Linked DNA regions of Bombyx mori: region 2 is linked to region 1. The links are chromatin contacts, called in public Hi-C maps. All regions are on one chromosome and are shown on one strand. Each heading gives the region's core, a stretch centred on a gene start, on an enhancer-like site or on the middle of the called end of the contact. The rest is flanking DNA. Distances are from core to core; before and after follow the strand shown. Region 1 overlaps LOC134199745 (a long non-coding RNA gene). Region 2 holds the start of myc (c-myc).

Evidence for each region. Hi-C and Micro-C count contacts between places; a contact is called where the count stands out from the background.
Region 2: a contact with region 1 is called in a Hi-C map of middle silk gland, with 1.9 times the contacts expected there. The contact joins the promoter of myc here to the enhancer-like site in region 1. A contact is called at or near these places in 3 of 7 Hi-C or Micro-C datasets (middle silk gland and whole pupa).

Annotation. Positions count from the first base shown.
Region 1 is chr11:18,648,830-18,655,813 of ASM3026992v2, forward strand. All of the region lies in intron 2 of LOC134199745 (a long non-coding RNA gene), which reads left to right. Among protein-coding and RNA genes, the nearest start is that of LOC134199745, 8.2 kb to the left of the region's middle. Within about 2 kb of position 2,727, at least 2 of the 8 cell types and tissues checked have open chromatin away from gene starts, as enhancers often do.
Region 2 is chr11:18,938,985-18,945,968 of ASM3026992v2, forward strand. It overlaps myc (c-myc), which reads left to right and starts at 3,912. Exons shown (of 3, transcript NM_001257008.1): 1 at 3,912-4,158; 2 at 6,403-6,984. The coding sequence starts at 6,526.

The sequences.
Region 1 (6,984 bases), core at 1,477-3,976:
CAGAATTTTAGAGGTTATTTAAGTCCTCATGGTCTCTGTGAGCCGCTCTCCAACAGGTGTCAGAGGGATCGGGTTAATTGACCGCCGCCCAATTTGCGGCGTTGCTTTCTTTTATGGTTGGGTTGTGTTCCTCCATACCAACCCTCCTCCTATCTCATCCGGGCTTGGGACCGGCAACCGCGGTATTTGAGGGAGGGAAATCGTACGGGAGAAACTGATGCAGCGGGGGAGTCACGACCCTCAGTATTGAGGAAAACGACGCGAGGAGAAGGATGTGTGAAAAGCACACGCTTTTTTTTCTGGACCGGCAAAGAAGGTCACAGCTATCCCGACATCAAGCTCATGTACGTGCATCCATCTTGAAAAATGAGATCAATTTCACAATTATCAATCATTCAATGCCAGCTAGATTCTGAAATCGTCGTCTGCCCATATATTGTGTAAAATTTTGTTAATCTGTTGAAACTAAAACATTCTTTTAACACCAAATCTCTTTATAAGCGTTTAAAAACATATTTTAAAACATCCTCAGGCTACGCTCTTGTTACGGCTCCAAAAGGCTAAGTATATTGGAAAACGTATCTCATTATTGTCCAAATCGCTGTATTATTATGATCGTAGTGTAATTCCCACGAAAACGAAGGGATTTGGTACGTACTTTTTGTATCAAACGGAAGCGAACGAGCTCATTAACAAATATTTTTCTAATCCACGAAGTTTGTGGATTTTGAGTTATTTAATAAATAGAAGAAAATATATAAGTGAATAGACGCGAAAAAATTATTACTTTATTGACGTCGGTTTGAAATGTCTTTTTATATGAAACCACTAACCGAACCCCGCGATGATACTTTAGGGCGAAACTAGTCTAAAAAAGTAGCCTAAGTTACTCCTTATATTATCAGCTACCTATCAGTGAAAGTCCCATCAAAATTGGTCCAGCCGTTCCAGTGATTAGCCGGAACAAACAGACAAACGACAGATAGACAAAAAATAATAAAAATACATTTTTGGTGTATATACCGTGTATACATAATATGCATTTGTTAAATAGCGGTTATTTAATATTACAAACAGACACTCCAATTTTATTTATTTATTTATAATTTTTAATAGATGTATAGTGATCGTTTTAACGCGCTTAGCTTGAAGAGAATATTACGGATGGATGGAGGTCAGGAAAGTAGTTACACTAACTCGGGGAGGCTTCTTTGAACTATCAACTAATGTTACAAGTCGCTTTGTATTAAGCGGTTATCAGAGCCCATGGACCACTCAGTGTGAATGTTCGCACCCACTTTAAAGCTGTGATACACAGTTTCCATATTCTATCTCCGTTTAAGTAATTATTACCTGAAACAAAACGATTTAACCTTTTGTCTCAGACGATTAGCGTCACGCTCCGACCAAATCATGTGAGATAGTAGGTTTTTTTTTCCTCTATTCCAAGCATCTTAACGCGCTTAGTTATTTGATAGAAATGTAACAATCTCGAAATGGCTTTCCTGTGTCGATCGAAACCAATCATGAGAATTCATTATTATTTTATATTTCTATATAAATTATGTACTTAGTCACATTTTTTGAACTCGACACGCCTCGTTATTGTGAACAATTATATTATCCGTACTTAATTTGTCTCTGATATTGTTATCTGAATATTAAGAATGAATCAACGGACGTCGTGCATGATTAATTAATGTGTGAGGTGTATTTCTTCGGAAGAAACCTGTTGCGGCTTCACAATTATTAATAATGAGTAGGCAAGTTAAGGTAGCTGTTTTTCGTGAGTATTAAGGATATCTGAGGCAGGCTCAATCCGCTATCCATCGCTGAGAACTTTTTGAAGTGAAAAAAGGCTCTTTACTCTACATCCGTAATGTTAGTTTTAATGTTCCCTTAGTAATACTGAAGATATGTTAAGTGGTAATAATAAACTCGCTATCGCTCGTGGTGGAATTAAACAGAACGTTATTACAAACGATCCGGATTTAAATAACGCTACTCAAGATGAGGGGCCCTGTGAGTTTCTCGCCGGATTTTTTCAGTCAGGCACGCTAGGACAACGCTGACACAGTATCTCAAGGATACGTAGGGAAAAAAAAGGTTAGAGGAATTTAGTTACGAAAATATAATGATGAGGAAGTAGTGGTAAACTTGAGTTGGCTATGGTGGTTGCATATTTATATCTCGTTGCCGATAGCCAGACCGACTATTATCACCTATGATCCTTAGATTCAACTGGTCCAGACATATTTTTCTTCTCTTCAACCTATGTCCGTCCAATGCCGAGTGTAGGTCTCTCTAGTGCACTCCATTCTTTTCAGTCTCTTCCCTCTCGCATCCATTCCTTACCAGCTACTTTGACCAGATTAGGTTCACCTCACTGCGTGAAGCAGTATTGCGTTTCGGTTTGAAGGGTGGGGCAGCCGTTGTAACTATACTGAGACCTTAGAACTTATATCACAAGGTGGGTGGCGCATTTACGTTGTAGATGTCTATGGGCTTCAGTAACCACTTAAGACCAGATGGGCTGTGAGCTCGTCCACCCATCGTAAGCAATAAAAAAAAACTATTAACTAGTTATAATCAGTAATGCATTCTTAAGTCATTAAACATATATTTCGCGTGGCAATGTACGCGACGGGCTTCAGCCAGTCTGCCGTAAACTATTAAAGACATTCCAGCATCGGTCATATTTATTATACACAGAGCGACCTCATTCAATTACGAATAACATAAATAAACATTCGTCGGTAGAGATTACAAGCTGTATGCATGCGGTCGGTTTGTTATTAATAAGCTGCTTAATAAACCTATTTTCATCGATATGGCTCTATATAATAAAGTTAATTTATCGTTGTCTTAAAACGTTTTGTTTTCGATATGTTATGTATACGATTATTTTATTAAGTAACTTGTTTAAGTTTTTTTAAATCTAAACGACGTAAACTTTAAGAATTTGTAGGAAAATATTATAAGTACTTAATTGTTTTTTTTTTTTTAATTGTCTATTCAAATTTTCAGTCCACTGGCCTACTTAACACAATATCAAGAGATTCCGAAGAACTTAAAAATTTGCACTTTCATTCTTCTTGAGTACGGGTCAAGAAGACGAAAGTGCAAATATTTAATCTTCATTTTCCTTATCTGTCTGTATGCCATCGAGTCTTGAAACTTAATAGAGGTTTGTCAGACGACGCATAAACGTGTTTGAGATGTCGTGCTGGACCGTATTGCGCGTTCCATGGAGGGCCATCCGAACGAACGCTTCCATTCCCAACGAGCAAAAATTGACCAGAGACTATCTATCCACCATATGTCTACACAGAGTGCTCTAGTATTTGGATCATATAGCAAGAATACATGGAGAGACTCATAGTTCCGTAAAGTGAAAAATGATACCCTAAACGTGTCATTTCGGATCCTCATGATCCAATACTGGTGCTTTTAAGTGCCTCAATCACCGGTCACCGTCCTCGCCGAACCCCTCGCTTGCGAAGGGCTCGCCGAGTAAATAAACCCACAGACTCAGCCCACTGAGTTTCTCGCCGAATCTTCTCAGTGGGTTGGTTTTCTGATCCGGTGATAGATTTTGCGAAGCGCTGCTCTTGCTAGCGCCAGTGTCAGCATCACCTCCGGTTTGAGTCCCGAGAGCTCATCTATACGTTAGGGTAACGCTGATATAGCTGATATATAGGAAAAAGCATGAAGGAAAACAACCTAAGGGTCGGAGCTCGAAAAGTTGCGAGTGATCAAGTGTGCGACCTCACTCTGGCGTAGGCGTCGCTCAGTCTCGTGTCCAGGTTGCACACAACTGACCGGCGAAACTAGTTACAGATTATTAGAACATGTCTCGGGCCGATGCGCCCGCATCACGATGCTCGGCAATTAGCGATCGATTAGAGAAGGAGCAGACGGCCAACAGACGCCGTCGTGCAAAACCCCGGATCTTTCCGATCCACTCTCGGTGCTTTTAGGCATGAGGCATTAGGAAAGCACCGTCGAACTCGTCGATTACGACGAACTAGTCATAGTCACAACCCGCTGAGTTTCTCGTCGGATCTTCTCAGTGGGTCGCTATTCCGATCCAGCAGTAGATTCAGCAAAGCACTGCTCCTTCCAGGGCCGCTGTTAGCAAAGTGTCCCAAGCTGAGTCCCGTGAGCTCCGTGTCTCCTACACGTTTGGTGAAACTAGCATAACCCCTCGAGGCTACTAGCAATAGATAAACAAAAAAAGGAAGGGTTCTAATTTTTATTTGTCATTCTGTCATGTATTCTGTGTTATTATTAGTTTCGAATATTGAAATCCATTCGGTTAAAAGTCTGCCCTTCTAAAAAGGGCTCCACTTTTTCTAAGGAATCGACAGTGTAATAAGATTTTCATATTAGCAATAAAACACGTTAATCGTGCTATAAAAGTGTCTTAAAACACTTCATCGCTTTTTCGAATAATTGTCATGAACGATTTAGTTAGGTTTCTATAACAACGGAATTGCATATATCGCTTACGGTCCGTGTTATTTACGAGCAATTCGCAAAATGCCCCATCTTTACGACCCTCTTAAAGAAACGTTACATTAAGCCTTGTTTACATTGACGCTCGTATGCGTTTTGACAATGGTCGTGAGAGACCTGGAGAATTGAATTCGGTTTCGTTTTTGTTTTGTCAATGAAATTGCATTGAATTTATTTTAAACTAGTCGAGTCCCGCGATGTGACGCCTCGGGGCGAAGCTAGTCTAAAGAAAAGTAGCCTAAGTTACTCCTTATATCATCTGCTACCTATCAGCGAAAGTCCCGTCAAAATCGGTCCAGCCGTTCCGGAGATTAACCGGAACAAACAGACAGAAAGACAAAATAAAAAAATTATATTTTGATGTATGTATCGTGATATATCCATATTTTATGCATGTAGTAAAAAGCGGTTATTTCAATATTACAAACAGACACTCCAATTTTATTTATATGTATAGATTAAATATTGCACTATTACTTGTGCTAACGGTATTGTGGGCTCGGGCCGGAGACCTCGCCTTCTTTCCTCAAGTCAAATGGTGAACAGCACTTAAGGCATCGGTGACTTAGGTGGCAATCAAAGGGTTAAACACCTTGTTTTATTATTATTGTTTTTTTTGTTGTTGTTGTTTATTTATTGTCATATGTTATTACCGTCGTTACGAATACTTGAGATTTCATGGTCGCGGACCACTAAGTTTTGTGTTATTGGTTGACAATCCAAACGTATAAAGCAAACTAGCCGTACTCGCCCGCTTCGCTGGGCATTTAAAATTAACATTATTATTTATTGTCATTATTATTAGGGAGTCCAACACTCATATAAATATTAGCCTATCCTTTAAGTATATGTATTTTCTACAATGGATACCAAGTTTGAAGTCAATCGGATGCATGGTTCAGTAGTTATAACGGAACATCCGTAAAAACCACTGTAGATTTATAAATTAGTATAGGATATGTCGCGGGAAAATGCTTGCTAATTCCATTGTGCATTTCAATATCTCATTGGATTTAAATTCGTTCGTGTTTTTTCTAGTCAAAACTTGATGAATTACCATCGTAAGCTTTCTCTTATTCGGGGTTTGACTGATTTAATTCGTCCTTAGGCATAAAAACTGCAAGCGCTGCAGCTTGCGTTCGAAAAGAATAGAATCGGTTCCTTCTCATGAAAAAAAGAAAAGAAACGCTCCCAATTTTTTTTTCATTGCTCGAATAATTGAATCTTACCTTTTCTGTGTGAAGTTTGCGTCACCTGCTTTTCGGGGGCTCGGAAAAAAATCGGATCCCCATACGTTACGCGTCTTGTTACGTCAATGTATCATCCGTCTTTTATTCTACCGTGGTGAGCATTGTCTGACTGAATTTCGCCACGGGCGCCGTTTTCCAAGCAATTATGAGCCCTTGTTTGTATTTGATCAGTAATGATTTACGATTGCACTCGCGAGGCGGTTACGTCGTTTCGTAATCTAGATTGGTTTGCGTCTTCCCGCCAGGTGCGACTTGCAGAACGTTTTTTTTTTTTTGAATTGCATTGTAAACGGCTTCTTAACACAATCAATGCAAGATCCGCGTAAAATCGTGTTCTTAAGGGGAGCTTATAGAATCGAAAAAAAAAAAAATACGCTTAATATAGTCTATGCAGAGTTTGAATAAGCCAGACGCGGTCGCGTGCCAACTTAGCTTGGTTGTTAATAAGTTTTTTTAATTGGTTTCCGTCTACGAAACGCCGTGACTCGATCGTGACGGACCGGCCCGTGAACTCGGCTACGTGATGTTGCTTAAGAATCGTCTTCATTGATTATTTAATCGATTTTGAATAGTAAATGTCCGATTAAAAATTCTCCGTACATTTTCTTTTACTGTTCGTGTCTGTATTACGGAATGCCTATTGGTTCCCCTAGTCAGAACACATGTCCGTATTATGTAGATCACATTAAAGTTTACTTATCTGGAAAATATATAATTTTAGAATAAAGGTAACTTAAAAGAACACACGCAGAGACTAAATTAGAAATATTAAAAAAAAGAGTTAAAGTAATTTTGTTAAAAGCGAAAACGATTTTTTTTCCTTTCCGCAGTAGTGCAATAGAATTGGCGCGCTTTTATAAATTTCCCGGGTTCCGGTAAAAAAAATTTTTTTATCAAGACACTGACTTAAGCTATTCTGCAAGCAAAGTAAAGAAAATAGTGATGGGTTGAAACCCTTTGAAAACAGATCCGTTGACTTTAATCATAAAAATAATAGCCAACAACTGACTAACTACCATTAAAATTATTCTTGGCGTTCCCGCCAAGTGGTATTTGTCTTTTTCGTCGAGTATACCTAATATGAATGCGAACAAACGAACGAATAAGAAGACATGAGGTCAAAATTTCAGTAACATTGAAAAAACGCTGTGTCATCCACCAACCTAACTCCCTCACTCACAACCCGGAACGGATTTAATACATTGCAATAAGAAAT
Region 2 (6,984 bases), core at 2,662-5,161, 290 kb after region 1:
TCAGTATAGCTACAACTACTCAACATTATCTACAAAAAAACATTTTGCAATACAATAAAGAGGGCTTTGAAAGCGTCACTCAATATAATGTACGTAATCTCTTCACGTATAAATGGTTACCAAATCCCACGCTGTTTTTTTTTTTAATTCTCTAGGGGTGACATTTGGAGATTAAATTATTATAAATACTTAGGTACAGGTAGGGAAATGATTTTAAAGTCGTAGTAATACAGGGATTATAAACGAAATCATCATAATTATTATAATTTATTTATAAACATATAATTTTTTATACCATGCATACCATTTAAAAGCTGGCAATAGGGATGTGTTGCAAGCGTTTTTTTGTCATTACACAACGCATTAAAGTGGCTATTTATAGACATATGCTCATAGGAGCTCTGCAAAGCTGTTTAGCACTCAGCGAACTGAGTCCGTGCTCATAAAAACATTTCATATGCTAACCTGTAATCCCTTTGATTAAAGACTTGTTTTAACGCTCAGGAAATATTGCAGACGAGATCTCGTTCCATTGCACGTGCGTGGGAAGAACGATATCTGGATACGTACTGTTCTACTAGGTTACATCTAGCCGCGAACCGAGGTCTGATGAAGTCAAAATTACTGCTAGTGAAATGGAATGGATTATAAGTAAGTTATTTGCTTTAGTAGACACTAAAACATATGGCTTACTCTGTTATAAGCTGGCCACTTTGAACACTCCACGTTTACATACTGTTGATAATTAAAAACTTATTACAATTTAAGTGACGGGCGAATTTAAAATTACTAGAGGTTCCGCAGTAGTCGAAATTCGACTATAATTATTTGGAATTGTAAGTTTGTACACTATTATGATTGTATTTTATACTTCTATAATCACAAATTTCGCCAAGACTACACTATAAAAAATAGTAACAAAGACAAACAATATTTAATCTATTCTCAATTTGACCACAGACGTCAAGAACAAAAGTTTGACAATTAATAGTATGCATGCGTGTGTGCGTCAAATACATGGTATGTAGTGTGTGTAATGTTTTCTTTATTGATTTAATATATCTTATTTGCATTATTTAAAAACAATATTAGCATTGTGCACTTCTTCTCTATATTCTCTATAAGTGTGTAAAATTTCATACTTCTCCGTCCGCGCAATTTTCGTAAAAAGGGATACAAAGTTTTTGCTTCACGTATTAATATATAGATATCGTTCAAATTTTCTAGATTCAATGCGAAAAGTATATACATATAATGATATTTTAGTGTCTGTCTATTCATTGAAAGTTCGATGACGCCATAGGTACTTCACAACCGAATCATAATGTTTAATAACATAATTGTGCTTCAATTCATTTTCAATTACATAATTAATACTGATAACGCTAATCATTAACGTTTGTACCACACTACAGTAATTGCCGTGTGATATTAATGATTTGACCCGTAAATGTTTTGAGATTTTAGCCATAAAGTGGCTTCAGTACAACACATGCATAGTTCTTCGCTCCCTTCACTATTCAGAACTCAATCTCCAGTTTCATAGACAAAATAATTATGATTGATTTAAATTAAAAGTCATATTCTAATTATGAAATATACGTAATTATTGAGCCAAATGATAAACATGTTTAAAGCTAAAACATTATCGTAAAGATATCAAAGTTATTTATTCAGTATTTGTTATGTAAGCAGATCGAAATTCGATGACATAATTATATTATTCATGTGTAATTAAAATATCGACAATGTCACGGTTTGCGGTAGATTACAAGCTTCCATTTTAATACTCGCACTGACTGTCAAAACCGTTAACTTGTCAAAATAATGAAGAGACACATAATGAAAATTGACGTAACAGCCCTAGACATTTGTAACGGAAAAAATTCAAATAATGAAGTCAGATAATGTTTTTCTTAAATATAACACTTATTGTTGAAGGAATGAAGATCAAAATCGTAGTATGCTTGCTCATTAAATAGGACGCTTTTTTTATACATGTAAAGCGATCTTTTTCGGTCAACCCTTTTTTTCGGAAGCACGTATTCTGAGTTTCCTGTGTATCTATTTATTTCATAATAAAAGGGATGCACAAATTTTAATGTGAAATTAATAAAGGGTTGAAGGGTTACGCGTATTGAGAGATTGATCCGATTCAAATGTAGCTTTCGCGATAAAAAAAATAAGTCTTAATGCTTTTTTCAAATTAGGTTTCCAAAGATGATTTAGGGGTAGGCCTTTTTGAAATAGAAGTAGGAAGTAATTATTTCTACAATTGTAATGATTTGACATGAATTTAACATTTCGACTTTAAGTAGCTTTTAGATACAAAATACATTTCAATAAACGATACAAATGTGAATATACTAAATGCATATTCTCGTATTTATAGCTTGGTTAAAAATAATAGTGAATTTTTAACCAAACATATCGACTTACAACAGGCATTGGCCGGTCAACGCCATCTATGAGGATACTTAGAAAACAACAATCTGCATTCTAGTAAATCTAAACAGTGCTATCTGAAGATCAAAGTAAATAAAACCTTAAGTAGATAAAAATAAGCAAACGACTACGTAGATACTGTTCATATTCGGTTATATTGAACGGATTTTAATTTTTCGCATTACCATTAGGGACCAAAAATATTTATTTTTAGAAACATTACTAATTTGTTCCTTTATTTTATGGCGTTGTACCTAAAAATTACGAGATACTTATACAAGCCGTTAAGTTCAGAGTCGCAAAATTTTTATTGGAGGGAATGCAATGCGTGGAATGCGGGGTCGTTGAACTCTGCGGCGGGTATATAGGGTTGGTTAAAAACAGGATTACTGTACCTATTCTGTTCCCGGTTTGGTACGTGTGCGTAGTACAGGGTAGTAGTTGCTAAAATGTTTGTTTTATTAAAAATTACGAATGTACTTTTGAACATTCCGTTCTAGTTGTTTATAAAAAATTTAAATCCGATAAATAATATTACAACAATTAAGTTGTCATTAAATGAGGTATTGTAAGAATGGGTATGACTTAGGTATGGATATTGTACTATCAAAAGAATATGTAAAGTGCCAAGTTTTCATTAGGATTTAAACTCGTTTTAAAATTCAAAAGCTTACAGTCACATTATATTGAATTTTAGTTTTCACGGACTCGGAGTTTTAATCTCGAAAAAGCTATATAACTTTGTAAGAAAAATATTTCAAACATTTGTATCAAATTTATATTGTAATAAATACATTCAGTGTTTCAGAGCTAATGAATATATGCAATCGTGTGGGCTATCTACAAAATGTACATCAATTCATCAAAATCGCTCAGGAATTTCTGGTTCGCGCCATAAGCTTAACTTTAGGAATGTCGATCGACTGGCTTCGATATATGCAGTGCTAAAACCATAGGCACGCACAATCTACCGTGAACGAGGCCGCCGGCCAAGTGAAGTGACTCCGACCGACGTGCGACTATAGCCGCTTGAGTCTCAGTCGTTCCAAACGACTCGGTCGCTTGCCTAGAGGTGCTTCGTCGACTTCTCGAGCTACTCGCAATACGCACACATCGACAATACACCAACACATCTTTAAAGGCTGCTACGCTGATTTCCTTCTTTGAACTACCCCTCCTCCCCCTGAGACGCCGATCAACATATCGCAATTTTACTGTAAATTAAAGCTATTACAGTGTAGTTTTTTGGAGATAAGATGTAAATGGACATACGAGTGTAATTCTTAAATAAACGTGTGGACAGAGAACGTATTTTCAGTGTATTTCGTGAATGACATAGAATTAGCCGGAACGCGGAGTGGGGGGACTGACGCCGTGTCAGCGGGCGCGGGTCGCGGAGGCACGAGTCGCAGACCACCGCTCGCTACGGGGCCCGCTAGAATAGTCGTGTCCACGGCATCAACCGAATTGCACGCGCGGCTTTCGTTCGAACCGGCCGGCTCCCGAATAATGTTTCAGTGTTTGACAAACTCAATCGGAGGTCTCGGAAGAAGTATCGTTTTTAATAATTTACGCTGTATAACCGACCGCATATTCTCAGTGAGTGTTACGCAGTGTGTACGGAAAAAACTTTGTCGAAGATTTTGAATTATCTTGTGTAAAATTGTGTAATTCACCGGCCGCGGTCGGATCGCATTTTGCACAAACTTTTTGGTGAGTGTTCTAACAATCAATTCATTCAGTCTTTATGATTTACACAGTGATTTCTAATAAATAAGTAGAAGTGAAAAAGTGGGTAATTAATATTTATTTCACGGCAAGGCGGGGCGTTGCCGGCAAGTTAGAGTCATGGGTATAATGGGTTTTTCTGCGAAATGCCAGCGCCAAAATTCGTTTTATTCGATTCGTTTTATTATATTCTCTTATTTAGTAAGTTTTTTTTACATAACCCATAGATTACATAGGAACTTAGGAATTTTGCACTTTGGCGGGTATTTTTAAAAGATGCCATCTTTTTTTACTTATGAAGATGCTTGTCACTCATTCCATTTTTATGATTGTTCGATGATAAATTATCAAGAAATATCTTTAAGTGTAACGCTTCTCATCAGTTCGGTTCATTTAAAAATTTAAATAATAAATGACTGCATTATTTATTTACAATAATTGTCTAAGTATAACGGATATTAATGAAAAATTACTAATATATACCTAACATACATATAAATATATATTAAATAAAAATGTACCAACTTCAAAATAATAAATGTAAGTAATCTTATTGAAGTTTCACATAGAAAATATTATATGGTGTAAAGGCAAAAAATAACTAAATCGTGTAGTTGTGTTAATATAAGGTAATTTGAAAACCTGGTAGCTATGTATGTCCGGTTACTGAAATATTCTTAATATTTTATTTAAACAACCAAACAAGAATTATAAAAAAAAAAACTAAAATGTAATGTAACACAAGTCAATATCCTCGGACACGACGATTAATTATGAAAATTGCATAACTTACGATTAAGTATGAAAATTGCATAACTTTATGAAAACACATACAGTCAAAATCTGTTATAACGACATCGAAGGGACTGCTCATATTCAGTCGTAAAAACCGATAGTCGTAACAACCGGTGAAGTTTAATGTGTATCGTGCAAGTACAAACAAATCGATAGGGAATTATTGGAAAAATATATTTACATAATACGCGATTTTTCTTCAATATTAACTTGTTTTCTTTTTCTTTGCGAGATTTTGAAAGTTTCACGAATAACTCCACAAAGTTTTGGTGCGTCTTGTGTATAGATAAGTAACAAACTAACTGAAGAGATATGAAGAAGTGGGCTTTGACTACCGCATGCACGTGTTTTGTTTCTAAGAATTAGAAAAGACCCTACACTTAACTAAATCCTATTGTTTTCTTTCCTGATTTTAAAAGCCATTGAAGACAAATGTGGATACCTATTCAAATTGTTTACAATACAGCTTAGCCGGTCGTTCTAACAGATCTAATTCTCCGAAATATTAGTTAAATGTGGTCGTTTTATGAGGTATGTCGTTATTACCAATGTCGTAGAAAGCAATATTTTTAATAAGGCGGTCATATGGCATTCAGCCGGGACCTTTGTTCTTGGTTATTATAACCGGTATGTTGTATTAAACGATGTCGCAGTAAACGGTTTTGACTGTATTTCCAAAAATTATGAAATTAAATATTTCTCAAGTTTTAACAAGACAACGTAACTTTATATCCCATAGATTAAAATACACTTAATGATAATTCTCAAATTATAATTAATTATGCATGTACGTATCCTCGTAATTTCAAACATATTGCTAACGCGATAACAGGAAAATAACACTGGCAATTGTTTTATTAGTAAACATTCATTTCGCGCCAACTTGAGCTGGTAAACAAAAACATTTCTAAAGAAAAAGAAAAAAATCTTTACCTGACGGAGTCTACAAAAAAATGGCGGGAGCAGTATTGTCCCACCCCAGGTATTGAATTCCGGAAAAGCACCCGGACGCTCCGGGCGACTAATTATTAAAGTAAAAATGGGATAATGCCCAAGGTTAATACACTCTTTTAAATAGTTTGGTTTCGCATCCAGACTTCAGTCTAGTTCCGAGCTCCGTGGTGGACACTTCAGAGATACAGTTGTACCATCGTCGTGTTTGTAAATAAAAAGGGGTCAACACCCCCCTTGCGTGCAAACTTTTTCAATGCAGTTTTAAATATTTTAAAAACTTTTTATAATTATTTCGACATTAGATACTCTTTGCTTTTGATTTTTTTAGTTCTTCGGGCATACACTCATCAGGTATTAATTAAAATTTAATTTTTTTTTTTTAATACGATTAAATATCACGCCTTTATTTAAGTATCGTTTTTAAATTAATGCCAGTTGCATTTGATAAATTTATTTATGTTCATTTTTTTATTGTTTCAGACGGTGTGCGTTGAACCCATCGCGCGCATCGTCCCTGTGATAAGAGGGCCCTGTGATATCGACGAGTTCGTCTTAGCTTTAAAACTAGTTAGCATATAGTTAAGTATTTAGAAGATTAACAAAATGTCGCCGCCGCTAGACTCCCAACTGCTGCACTTCGACATATGGGAATCTCTGGACGAAGAGTCCATGAGATTGACCCAAACATCAGAGTTCTGGACTCAAGTACAATATGAAGCAGAGAGACTCGACCTCGTTCCGCCTGCGAATCTGTCGGATCATCTACAAGACAGCGACGAAGACTGGAGGATAGAAGAGACGCACGAAGATCCACACAAAGACAACATCGTACATCATGACTGTATGTGGGCAGGTTCGTGTGTAGATTCTGTACATCCGAGCAATAATTTCGTACCCTCAGACCATATACCGGCCACGCCCGGACAGAGTTTGCTCAGAAGAGACATATCACCGTCGAGACCTGACACACCACCCTCGTTAGACGGCGATGAACCACCTCAGTTCCGTCACGCGGTCGACGTCGCTGGAACAGCTCTTCGTTTGCTCAGAGATTCAGCGGCC